Linked DNA regions of Xenopus laevis: region 2 is linked to region 1. The links are chromatin contacts, called in public Hi-C maps. All regions are on one chromosome and are shown on one strand. Each heading gives the region's core, a stretch centred on a gene start, on an enhancer-like site or on the middle of the called end of the contact. The rest is flanking DNA. Distances are from core to core; before and after follow the strand shown. Region 1 holds the start of krt34.S (keratin, type I cytoskeletal 14). Region 2 has its middle 11 kb from the start of krt12.6.S.

Region 1 (5,298 bases), core at 1,645-4,144:
TTACGACACCCTTCTTCCACCATGGTCACTGTCTTTGACCTGTTTTGGCCCATGTCTCTGGTTGAGCCTCGCCTGCAAGAAATTAATTTCATATTGTTAGAAACATGTTATACCCTGGGAACCTCAATGATCAAACAAAACAATCTTGGTGCCTTCACAATACAATTTATTGATAGAAGAAAGGCTTTCCTATTTTAAGAAAATAAGTAAGATCAAATTATAGAATCTAAAGAGATTCAGAGATCTTGACCCAAGACATGGATTATTGTCATTACAGCGCTTCAGTCTACCAAGAACTACAATTTACCTTGATGCAACAATGCTTTGACAGGGGTGAAGAATGCTTTCAATGGGCATCACAATAGTGACTGATACAAGTGCAACAAAGCACTGATTTATTTATGGCTACACTCTAATAGTTTGTGCTTATTATTGTAAATTTGTCAATCCAACAATCAGGCAAACCATATACATTGTCTACTTACTGTCTGTCTTCTCCTTCAAGCAGGCGCCTGTATGTTGCAATCTCCATTTCTAGGTGTGTCTTAACATCCATGAGCGCTTTATACTCAAAGCTTTGTCTTTCCAGGTCTGATCTAAGGTTTCCTAGTTGTGATTCGACATTATTAATCAGGCATTGAAGTTGGGAAAGTTGACCACCGTAGCGGGATTCAGTATCTGCAAAGGTGCCTTCCAGGGCCCCTCTCTAAAAATAAATATCATATTAAGAGGGCAATAATCATCAAGGCTAACTAGATAAGTTAAGAAATCAGAAGTAACATCTTGAGGTTATTTTAATGAACTGTGATAAGGTTTTGCATGGGATCCATGCAGCACTAGTTTATATGGAGATGGATCATGGATCAGAGAGGCAATGCGTGAAATCATATCAACTGAGGAGAAGGAATTCTAGTTACCATGATAGAAAAATGTCACCAGAGAACCCTATGCAGAATGTGGTGTATACAAACAATTGACTAAACTCAGTAAAAAGTGCTAAGCTTAATGACTGTACCATGCTATTTTGAGACTGCAGTTCAATCTCCAGGCCTTGAATTGTATTTCGCATTTGGATGCCTTCAGTCTGGACTGTCTGTAGTTGGTTGGCTCCACTGCTTATTTGCTGGTTCAACTCTTCACTCTAAAAAAAAACAAAAAAAGTTGTCTCCGTTTTTACCAATGCAAAAATGTATTTTAGAATGAATTCCTAAAAAATAGGAACATTTTAACATATGTAGTGTTAAATCACAACTTCCACAGTGCAACTGTCATCACCTTGTTCAAGAACCAGTTCTCAGCCTCCCTCCTGTTCCTCTCCACTATGGTTTCATATTGGTCTCTTATTTCGCCCAAAACTCGGTTTAGATCCACACCAGGAGCAGCATCCACTTCCACGTTTACCCTTGCTCCCAGCTGAGAGCGCAGGCTGCCCACTTCCTAAATGAATAGACACAATCATGGGATGAGGACATGAGGCTTTGAGATTTTTTTTTGTATTATCATTATCAAATATAAGTTCTTCTGCACAATGGCAGGATTGTTGTCTTGGACTACTGACCAGTAGTCTCTCTCCCACTATTCTCCTTTACCTCAGCATGATTCTTCTTCAGGAAGGTCAACTCCTCGTTCAGATTCTGTCTCTGCATTTCTTGGTCACTGTTGGTCATGTTGAGCTCCTCCAGGACTCGGCGAAGGCCATTCATATCTCCCTCAACCCCCATGCGGAAAGAAGCTTCACTTTCAAATCTATGAGTAGGCAATAAATAAGCAACACTAAAAATATCAGATCTGGAAATGTGGGGTCCCTTTTTTTCGTAAATAAAATATTTGTTGTAATGGCCAAGATTTAGATTTATTAAAGGAGGAAAAGGTCTTAGGAATATGATTTGGCATCGTACAAAGTGTGGCTTTTGGCAATGGCTTCTACTGCCTGCAATTTCCTATAGTCAAAGGGCATTCACTCATGGCTTTTTTTTTTTAAATTAAAGGCAACTCAAAAGTCAAAATGACTTACTTGTTCCTGAAATCATCAGAGGTCAGTCTGGCATTATCAATCTGCAGGATTAGGTTGGCATTTCCAGAACATGCATGGAGAATCTGCAATATGTAAAAACATGGGATTTTGGTTCGTACAGGTATAAACTTGGTTACCTGCTTCGAACCTGGAGCTTTTGAGATATGGGATCTTTCCATAATGTGGAGCACCATGCTTTAAGACTACTGAAAACCATTTCAACATTAAAAACATGGATTTATACTATTTCATCTAAGGGACCATTAGATAGAGCATTGGCTTTTTATTAATTATCAAAGCCAAATTAATCATAATGAAGAATGTTCATTTTAAATAGGAGAGTACGGGTAATGGCATTGCCATATTTCAAAGCTTTCTGGATAATGGACCCCAACGCATGTTGGGTCCTGCTACACATATGCTGACTTCCATACCATAAGCTCATGTTAGGAAAAGTATAAGCTAAAAGTTTATGATAAAGTACCTTATTCTGAAGTTCTTCAATAGTCCTGTAATAGTTGTTGAAATCGGGGAAGGCGAATGGCACCTGTTTGTCATACCATTCTCTAATCTTCCTCTCAAACTGACCGTTTTCCTCCTCCAAAGAGCGGACTCTGCCTAGATAGTTTGCCAGTCGGTCATTCAGCAGTTGCATGGTTTCTTTCTCGCAGACATTCAGCATGCCTTCGTTTTTACCACCAATGCTTCCACCACCAATGCTTCCACCACCGATGCCACAATACCCTCCTAAGGAACTTCTTAGGCCTCCGTAGCCTCCTCCATGCATGCTGTGGGCTTTGTACGATCCACTTGAGTGTATATGGCTGACGCCAAAGCAGCCGGACCCAGATGAAAATCTATGACTTTGCTTGACACTCATGATGACTGGAAACCTCTAGTTAGATGTGTCCACTGAATTCCTCTTGTAACTCATCAGCTCGCGTTGTGCCTTTTTATATCACCGCTCTGGGCGTTGACAGTCGTCAGTCTTGTCTGGTACGAAAACCTGTAAAATAAAGTTTTTGTATTAAAAGCCATAAAGCACTACCTATAAAATGTACCATTTTGGGTTTTCCAAGTACACTATTTTATTTCTTTCATAAAAGCTGATGCAGCCTCCCAAGAAATGACATTTTACAGTATATTATTCTTTTGGAATCTGCTCACTAAGGAAATATTTAACCTGATCCTGAATATAATTATACAGGGTTGTTACCCATTTAATATTTCTTTTTTTTTTTTGCTGGTTCTGACAAAAAATATCATAAAATCTTTTATGTGACCCTGCAAAGTTTATTTTATTGTTTGGAGGTTTCAACTCCCAAAAGCTTGTCTGTAGTTAAAATGATGCATGCTGTAATTAGTGGGGTTTGTTTTAACCATGACTGATAGCATAGGTAATAGAAAAAGCAGTTGTGTCACTTCCCCTCAAAATTGTACATTTCTATATTGTTTGTGTAAATGTCCAGGGCCTGACTTAGTAATTTTGGTTAGAACAATGTTGAATTGATCACTGTGGTTGAATTGGACTGTGGTCCACAAAGAGACCCTCCGATACTCATGGAGGCCTGTCCAATCTTGCCTCTATTCCATTACACTTAGGGGCAAATTCATCAAGGGTCGAATTTCGAGGGGTTAAATCCCTCGAAATTCGACTGGAGAATAGAATCGAATAGAATCAAATAGGCAATTCGGGCGAATTTACGCGCTGGCGAATAGTCGAATTGGCGAATATTCACCAGGTGAATAGGCGCTCGAAGGATTTACATTCGATCGAATGCCTTTTTATTCGATCAAAAACTTGGAAAACAAGTCTATGGGACTTTCCCATAGGCTTTTAAAGCAATTCGGTGGGTTTTAGGTGGCGAAGTAGGCAGTCGAAGTATTTTTAAAAGAGACAGTACTTCGACTATCGAATGGGCGAATAGTCGCAACGTTTTTGCGCTCCATCTAGTACTTCGACTATCGAATGGCGAATAGTCGCAGCGTTTCGATCTATTCGAAAAATTCTACTCAGGCGAATTTAGGCCAATTCAATAGTCGAGAAGCACAAAAAACGACTCGAAATTCGAAGTTTTTTTACTTCGAATCCTTCACTCGAGCTTGTGAATTGGCCCCTTACAGTTACTCAAATTTTCGAAAATAATGTAAAATAATGTCATTGTTGAACAAGCACAGGCTGCAGGCATGGGACATCCCAAGTCTTACTCCTTTAAAGAGACTACGGCGTGCCATAGGGTGGACAGTAGCATTTTTATTAAGAGAAAAAGAGGGATTATAACTCTATATATACATGGCAGGTGGGTTTATATTGGGGGAAGGGCTATTTCATTATTCTTTATTATCCTGGTGAAGGCAGAAGGGAAAGCAACTGCCAGCTGAGCAGGAGCATGTGATCACCATTGGATCCTTGTTAATAATGTATACAACAGGGACAATTATGTTCACTTCTAGTAAAGGGTTTTTCTTTTTCATTGTTCAATGATCTCAGAAATTTAAAATGTTTTCACCGTGTATCTTCATATTCAGTGTATATGTGTACACTTATGTCCCAGCTACACCACATCTGTGCCTTTGTTGGGTTAACTTTAAATCATGAGAGGGTCGCATCATCTCCCCTTTTGGACAGAGTTTTGGACATTCATTTCACCATTATGACATATATTTTAAACAATGCTGGGAATGTATTTGGATTTATAGAGGGTGTTGCCCTGAAATTTCCTTTACAAGTATCACTTCCCGTTTCATGCTTTTTTGTTAGGAGAGCAATTTCGAGTAAATATTGCCATCTCGTTCCTAGAGAAGTCTCTAGGAGCAGGTTAATGCACAGGCTCCCCTAGGCTATAGCACCCAATGAGATCAGGTGCCCATCTAGCTTTTTTTCAATTATTATTTCTATTTTCTTTTAATATGTAGCTTTATTTGGTTCAGTGGGGTGCAACTGCTGGGAGAAGATGGATGCAGTTCCAATGACATTGGTGGCAAATGCTGAACTTGACCCAAGGTAGAGCGCTTAGGTGCATGTGTTCCTGGTTCTTCATGATTCCGGACATAGCTGTAGCCTAGAGGAGACCTGTGTGGATGTAGCCAAGGCCACATGTCATTAATCTGCCAATGGTAGCCACCTCTGCAGTAAATACCCTACATTTATAGTTCCAGGCTACATCTTCAGTACTTCACATTGTAATTTTATAGCACTCCTTATACTGTACCTATAGCAAAGTGTTAGCTGAATTATACAATATGGTTGCCTGGAAGCCCTCTCAAGACATAATAAAGGTTTG
Region 2 (5,298 bases), core at 1,931-4,430, 140 kb before region 1:
ATAACCCCAATAACTGCAATAGGCAGACCCATTGCTCTTCTTAGATGCCACCATGTGGACTGCCTTCTAAACCTGAACTGTGAAATTTCAATAGATAATTGAAGGACTTCTAAATTACAGTAAGGGTGGGTACATTATACTCTCTATAAAAGTATCAAAGGGTATTAGAAGTAACAAGTGGGATCCATGGCCATTGAAACACAAGGGCAGGCTGAGTGCTTACAGTTTGCTGTAGAACCACCAATATGTATGTGAAGAGCTAAGTAAACACTTGGTTAAAATCTAAATTACTACTTATGGTCAAGTAATAGCTCTCTGTATTGTTAATAAAATGCCACACTGATACTTACAGTCCTCCATTTATAGAAACAAGCATTCTCCCCCACATTTGAACATGTGGTCATTGTTTGTAGGACACATTGTCCAAAAAGGATCATTCTGCAACACAGTCCCCCAGAAATGTTGTATTGGGGTCCTGAAGGGATATCATAGGTGCAAGGCGTTGCATTACATTTATCGGCACCACATAGGAGCACATAGTCAAGCATCTAAATGACATCCAGGGGGTATAGGGACGCAACTCTGGGTGGCACAGCTTTTGCTGAGACCCTAAAAAACATTTCATAGTGTTCAGTATGTCACAAGGGGACCCAAATGTTATATGTTATTTATTTTCATTAAAATAAAAGATGGCTTCATGTTGGCATTACTATATGTCTTAATATATATATATATAGTTTGCTTGTTAATCTCTTTATTCTATTCTACCTTCTCTCTATGGGCCGTGGCCAGGAGCAACCTATGACCAGCATGCACTGCACTTGCACTCAGCCTGGGCCCAAGTATTTATTGGGCAGCGAGGGAGTGTCTGGAATGAGAATTACTGCTTTTATGATTCATTTGTGGCTTCATTTTCTCACACAGTAAATAAATCTGTCAGACAGAAAGTTACTTGTTGTTTCTGCAGAATTTCCTATATTTTCCTAACTTTTACCAGAAAACAAATAATGAAAATACACTGCAATAGAGTCCAGCACAGGTCCAATTGGAAGGTCCCATGCCGACCCATGCCCGACCCCTAACCAGTGGCGTAACTAGATATTACTGGGCACAGCAAATTATTCTACTTGTTTTACCAGTATTTATTCAAAATGTATATGAATTAGGGCCTCATGGGGCTCCTTAAACTCCTGGGTCCCCTTGCAGCGACAGGGTCTGCTTCTTTTATAGTTACACCCCAGCCCCTAACCCAGAGCCACTACCCAGACCCTATAAGTTAAACTAACCTTCCGACCCAGGACCTGCGAAACCTGAAAGCGCTGTCACCGCAGACCGGAAGTGACGTCACTCCTGGGCCCATTCATTTGGAAATGTACCAAAATACCAAATAAAACCAAACCCTTTACCCTTGTGGTCCCCAGCACCTGATGATGGCATTGCACATCACTCCCATTTGATCTGATATGCAGGTTACTTGGGGCAGCTGGGGACTGAATGGATCATCCCATGGGCACTCAATGAAAGGAAAGCCTGGCATATAAAATGATTAAATCCTAAATCAAAATTGTCATGAGAGAAACCACTGTGTTCATGTGTCCAAGGGTTATGGTCTTAAGAGACCTTAAGGTTGAAGCCCCAAAATCACCCAGTATCAATGGGTCATGTTGAAGCATCAATGAGGGGTGCATACAGGGTGCTTTTTCCCATTCTTAGTTCTCTCCTACTGGCCAGTCCTGGAGCATGTGACTATCACACCTTCTCTGTCTTTGACATTAATTCTGGGGTCTTAAAAGTATTTCAAGGTCTTTACATGATTATATGTAATTTAACTTTGATTTGAAAAGTAGGGTGATTTCCTTAACATTATTACTACAGTCACAGGCTAGGCTCAATAAGATTCCTGTAGAAAGCCCTGGCGTTCACCCAGATCCCAACAGAACCTTTAACGCTAATCACTCTTGTCGGATTTCTTGTTCAGTCCCGCACCACAATAACGGAGAAAATACCAAACTCACATACACAATGGTGTGAGATTGGGAGCTGTAGTTTAACATCTGAAGATCTATGGGGGCATTAAATTATGCACACCTCTGAGATTGCAAAATCATGTTGCTTGCTCTTTTATTATAGCAATTAAATCATATAATGTTTTAAAAAATCGAAATACCTTAAAGACATAATTGCAACCCTGTACTGATGCCATCTGTGCCAACCATGAACTTGGATGTCATTGAAGGAGAATTTTATGGCGTAACCACTACAGTGGCACTGGGGCCAAGAATGCTGGCAAAGCATCTGGATCAGAAATAGAAATCAGGGGGCACTGCTGAAGTTTCTGGATATTATTATAACTATAGAACATGTACCCATGCAACTCTACAGTTACTGAACTCCAGTATAACTTTGAGAAGCTGACCCTACAGTGTTGTCTACGGAGTCTGAGGGTAGGAGTACTCTTGTGTTTTCTCAAGAATTTTTATAGAAGGGAGATTTTTCAATGTCTTGCCCTTGAGATCTAGAAGATCTGGTTCTACCACCTTGGTCCTCTGTGTCTTATATCTGATAGGACGGTAGAGCTTGGTGGCACTTTGGCCAGAGAGTGGTGGCAAGGGCATTTCATGCCAAGTTTAACCATGGATCACAACAAGAGTTTAGTCTGTTGGGTGGTATCATGTAATGCACTCACAGCACAATATTGGCAGGTTGCTTCACTCATTGGGCTGCAGAGTTTGTGCCACTAACATTCTTTCTTCATACAATAAACCTGTTACCAGTTAAATAATTTTTAAACAAAGTCACCTCAAGCCAGAAGATCAAAAGACTTATGTTGCAAAAGAAATAGAATGGCATGCAAATGTAATATTGCCACCAAGCATATTTGAAATGACTTGCTCTAGATATTTCTACAGAAAATATATGACTAACCCTAACCCTTCTTGGGACCGATCATTGTTAAGAAACACATCAAATCCTTAATGTTTTCTAATATACCATGTGTTTTCAAGGTGCAATCAAGAAACAGGTGCAAAGGTTGCCTGCTTTTAGCCCTGTTTTTTCCATGCACATATAGGCACAACTCTTTGCACTGCTGTCAGTGGCATCCCTTGGCACCCCACTACCATGCTCATCATTCAGGATCTAAAGCAGAGGTGCCAGATGATTGTACTTAAATAGTTTATCCCTAATACAGGGCTCCCTTGTCCTTGTGCAACGATTGCCTTCCACCTTATACTGGTTTTCAAATCACAAAAGAAAGATCCCAGCTTTAATTAGGATGATCGGGGTGGCAAGTGAAGGAAAATAAATGCTATCCAACCATGTGCAAAGGTGTCCTACTAACTGTCACTGACCTGTATTTATGAAAATCTTACCATGGCCAGACAGTAATTGATCTACTTAGTGGTGATCTGACCAGGTATTAGTGAAAATTAAGATATCTCAATGTTTACCCTGTGACCAACAATCAGATCTAGGTGGTCTGAGCAGAACCACAAACTGCCCCAAAAGTTCCTCGTTCAATGTGATTTTTCTCCCCTTCCAAGCCCCTTAAGATATCAGTTTAGTGGTGTTAGTCCAATAGTCCAATAGTCAAGAAAGTCAGCCTCCAGTATTGGTTGTGGACACCTTAACATGATCCATATTAGAATTATGACAGTTGCGGAACACTGGGACATACAACTGTGCTGTTTATATAACAACAACTTGCATTTACATTCAATTGCAAATGAATGTGTAGAAGTTATTAGGTGGTTCTGCTCTTTGATGACACATTTTGTGGTTGTAGTAAAAATGTCATATATTCTCAGGTTACATCACTACAATAACCGCTTGTCGCTGTGGGGCATTTGCTTGAAGCTGCTTGTTAAAGGGAAAAGTACTTAAATAAGGGAAGGGTCAGGTGTAGCCCAGCCAGTTAAGCCTGTTCTCCGTACAATATGAAGTCTGTAGGGTGAGACAATACTGGGTGTGTTTACTAAAAGAAAAAACACTTCTAATCGCTGGTTTCTCATTGACTAAAATTTCTAAATTCCAAGTGTATTTGCCACAACAAATATGTGTTTTTCTGTAAAAAAAAAAAGGATATATATCATCTTCTGAACTTGTGTAGCTACAGGCTTGTGATTTCTTGCAGGAAGACTCAGGTTGCTCTAGTAGGGTATTCAGGTGCAAGAACATTCCAAATTGCACCTTCACTCCACCTTGGGACCTCTATAGTTTTTCTTTTTGAGCAGTAATATGATAAATATAATGCAAAGTCAACTAGACTTGTCAACTCTTTGAAAGCCCATCAGATTGGTTGCATTCCATGATAGTTGAACCATCTGCAGAAACTGTGTACATTATTTTATTCACCTGAAGGTGAAAAGTTTGTGAAAAGAGCTGTTTCTTCCATACATACATACATAAACTTTTTTGTACCCTGCCCTGAGTTCATTCATCGTCAGGTGTTGAGGGTTTTTATTCATTTTTCTTCTACTTTCTACTGTAACTACTGTAGAGGAGTAACAGGAAAAGGGGTTATTTTCCCTTTCTTGTTTGAGAAATGAGGACTGGGGGTTCGCTCGTTTTAGGCTTCGAAAAGAAAATCCCATACCACGTTTGCATCAATTCTGTAGCAGTAAAGCTGGACTGGATCATGAACTCAAGTTGATTTGGGTTCGAAGAAATATAATGATATTCCAGCAGTGCTGGAACAACAATATCTAAATAGGTGTTTTCTTGGCAGGTAATGCCTTGGCAAGTGACCTATTAAAGATATATATAAAATTATGGGCAGCAATCTATAGCAACCAATCGGTGATTAGCTTTTTTCAGCCCGCTGCAGGTAAAACAATGAAGGAACATTTGATTGGCATGGGTACTGCCCATGTACAACCCTATCCAGATAAAATACGTCCAATGGAATCACAAGTACTGGCCATTTTTGATAGTTAAAAGAAATGTTAAAATAACAGTCCACAATTCTAATACCTAGAATTTTAGTTTGCATTCCTAAAGTGTAGGCATGGACACATATTTATCTATTGTGACAGATCAGAAGAATGTTTAAAATTCTTCCAGCTCCTAGAACAGGGCAATACATGGAATTTATAAAGGGTACTTTGCTGAAATGAATATGTGCTGGCCCAGCCCAGAAAACCAGGTTCAAACAACATGCACATTTACACCCTCGAAAGACAGCTTGAAAATAAGCTCTGATCTATTGACTTTGATGTATTGTTCCACCTTATCCCCAAAACCAATCATTACTATAGGACCAGAAATAACAATAATTAACACAGAAAATATTTAAATTTA

What was found. A called contact is a pair of places that touch in the nucleus more often than the background predicts.
Region 2: a contact with region 1 is called in a Hi-C map of the XL177 cell line, with 2.5 times the contacts expected there. The contact joins the enhancer-like site here to the promoter of krt34.S in region 1. A contact is called at or near these places in 2 of 4 Hi-C or Micro-C datasets (the XL177 cell line and the XTC cell line).

Annotation. Positions count from the first base shown.
Region 1 is chr9_10S:1,058,025-1,063,322 of Xenopus_laevis_v10.1, reverse strand. krt34.S (keratin, type I cytoskeletal 14) reads right to left here and starts at 2,894. Exons shown (of 8, transcript XM_018237680.2): 1 at 2,840-2,894; 2 at 2,499-2,809; 3 at 2,015-2,097; 4 at 1,590-1,746; 5 at 1,276-1,437; 6 at 1,016-1,141; 7 at 486-706; 8 at 1-72. The coding sequence starts at 2,894.
Region 2 is chr9_10S:1,194,098-1,199,395 of Xenopus_laevis_v10.1, reverse strand. No RefSeq gene overlaps it. Among protein-coding and RNA genes, the nearest start is that of krt12.6.S, 11 kb to the right of the region's middle. Within about 2 kb of position 3,180, at least 1 of the 7 cell types and tissues checked has an H3K27ac peak or open chromatin away from gene starts, as enhancers often do.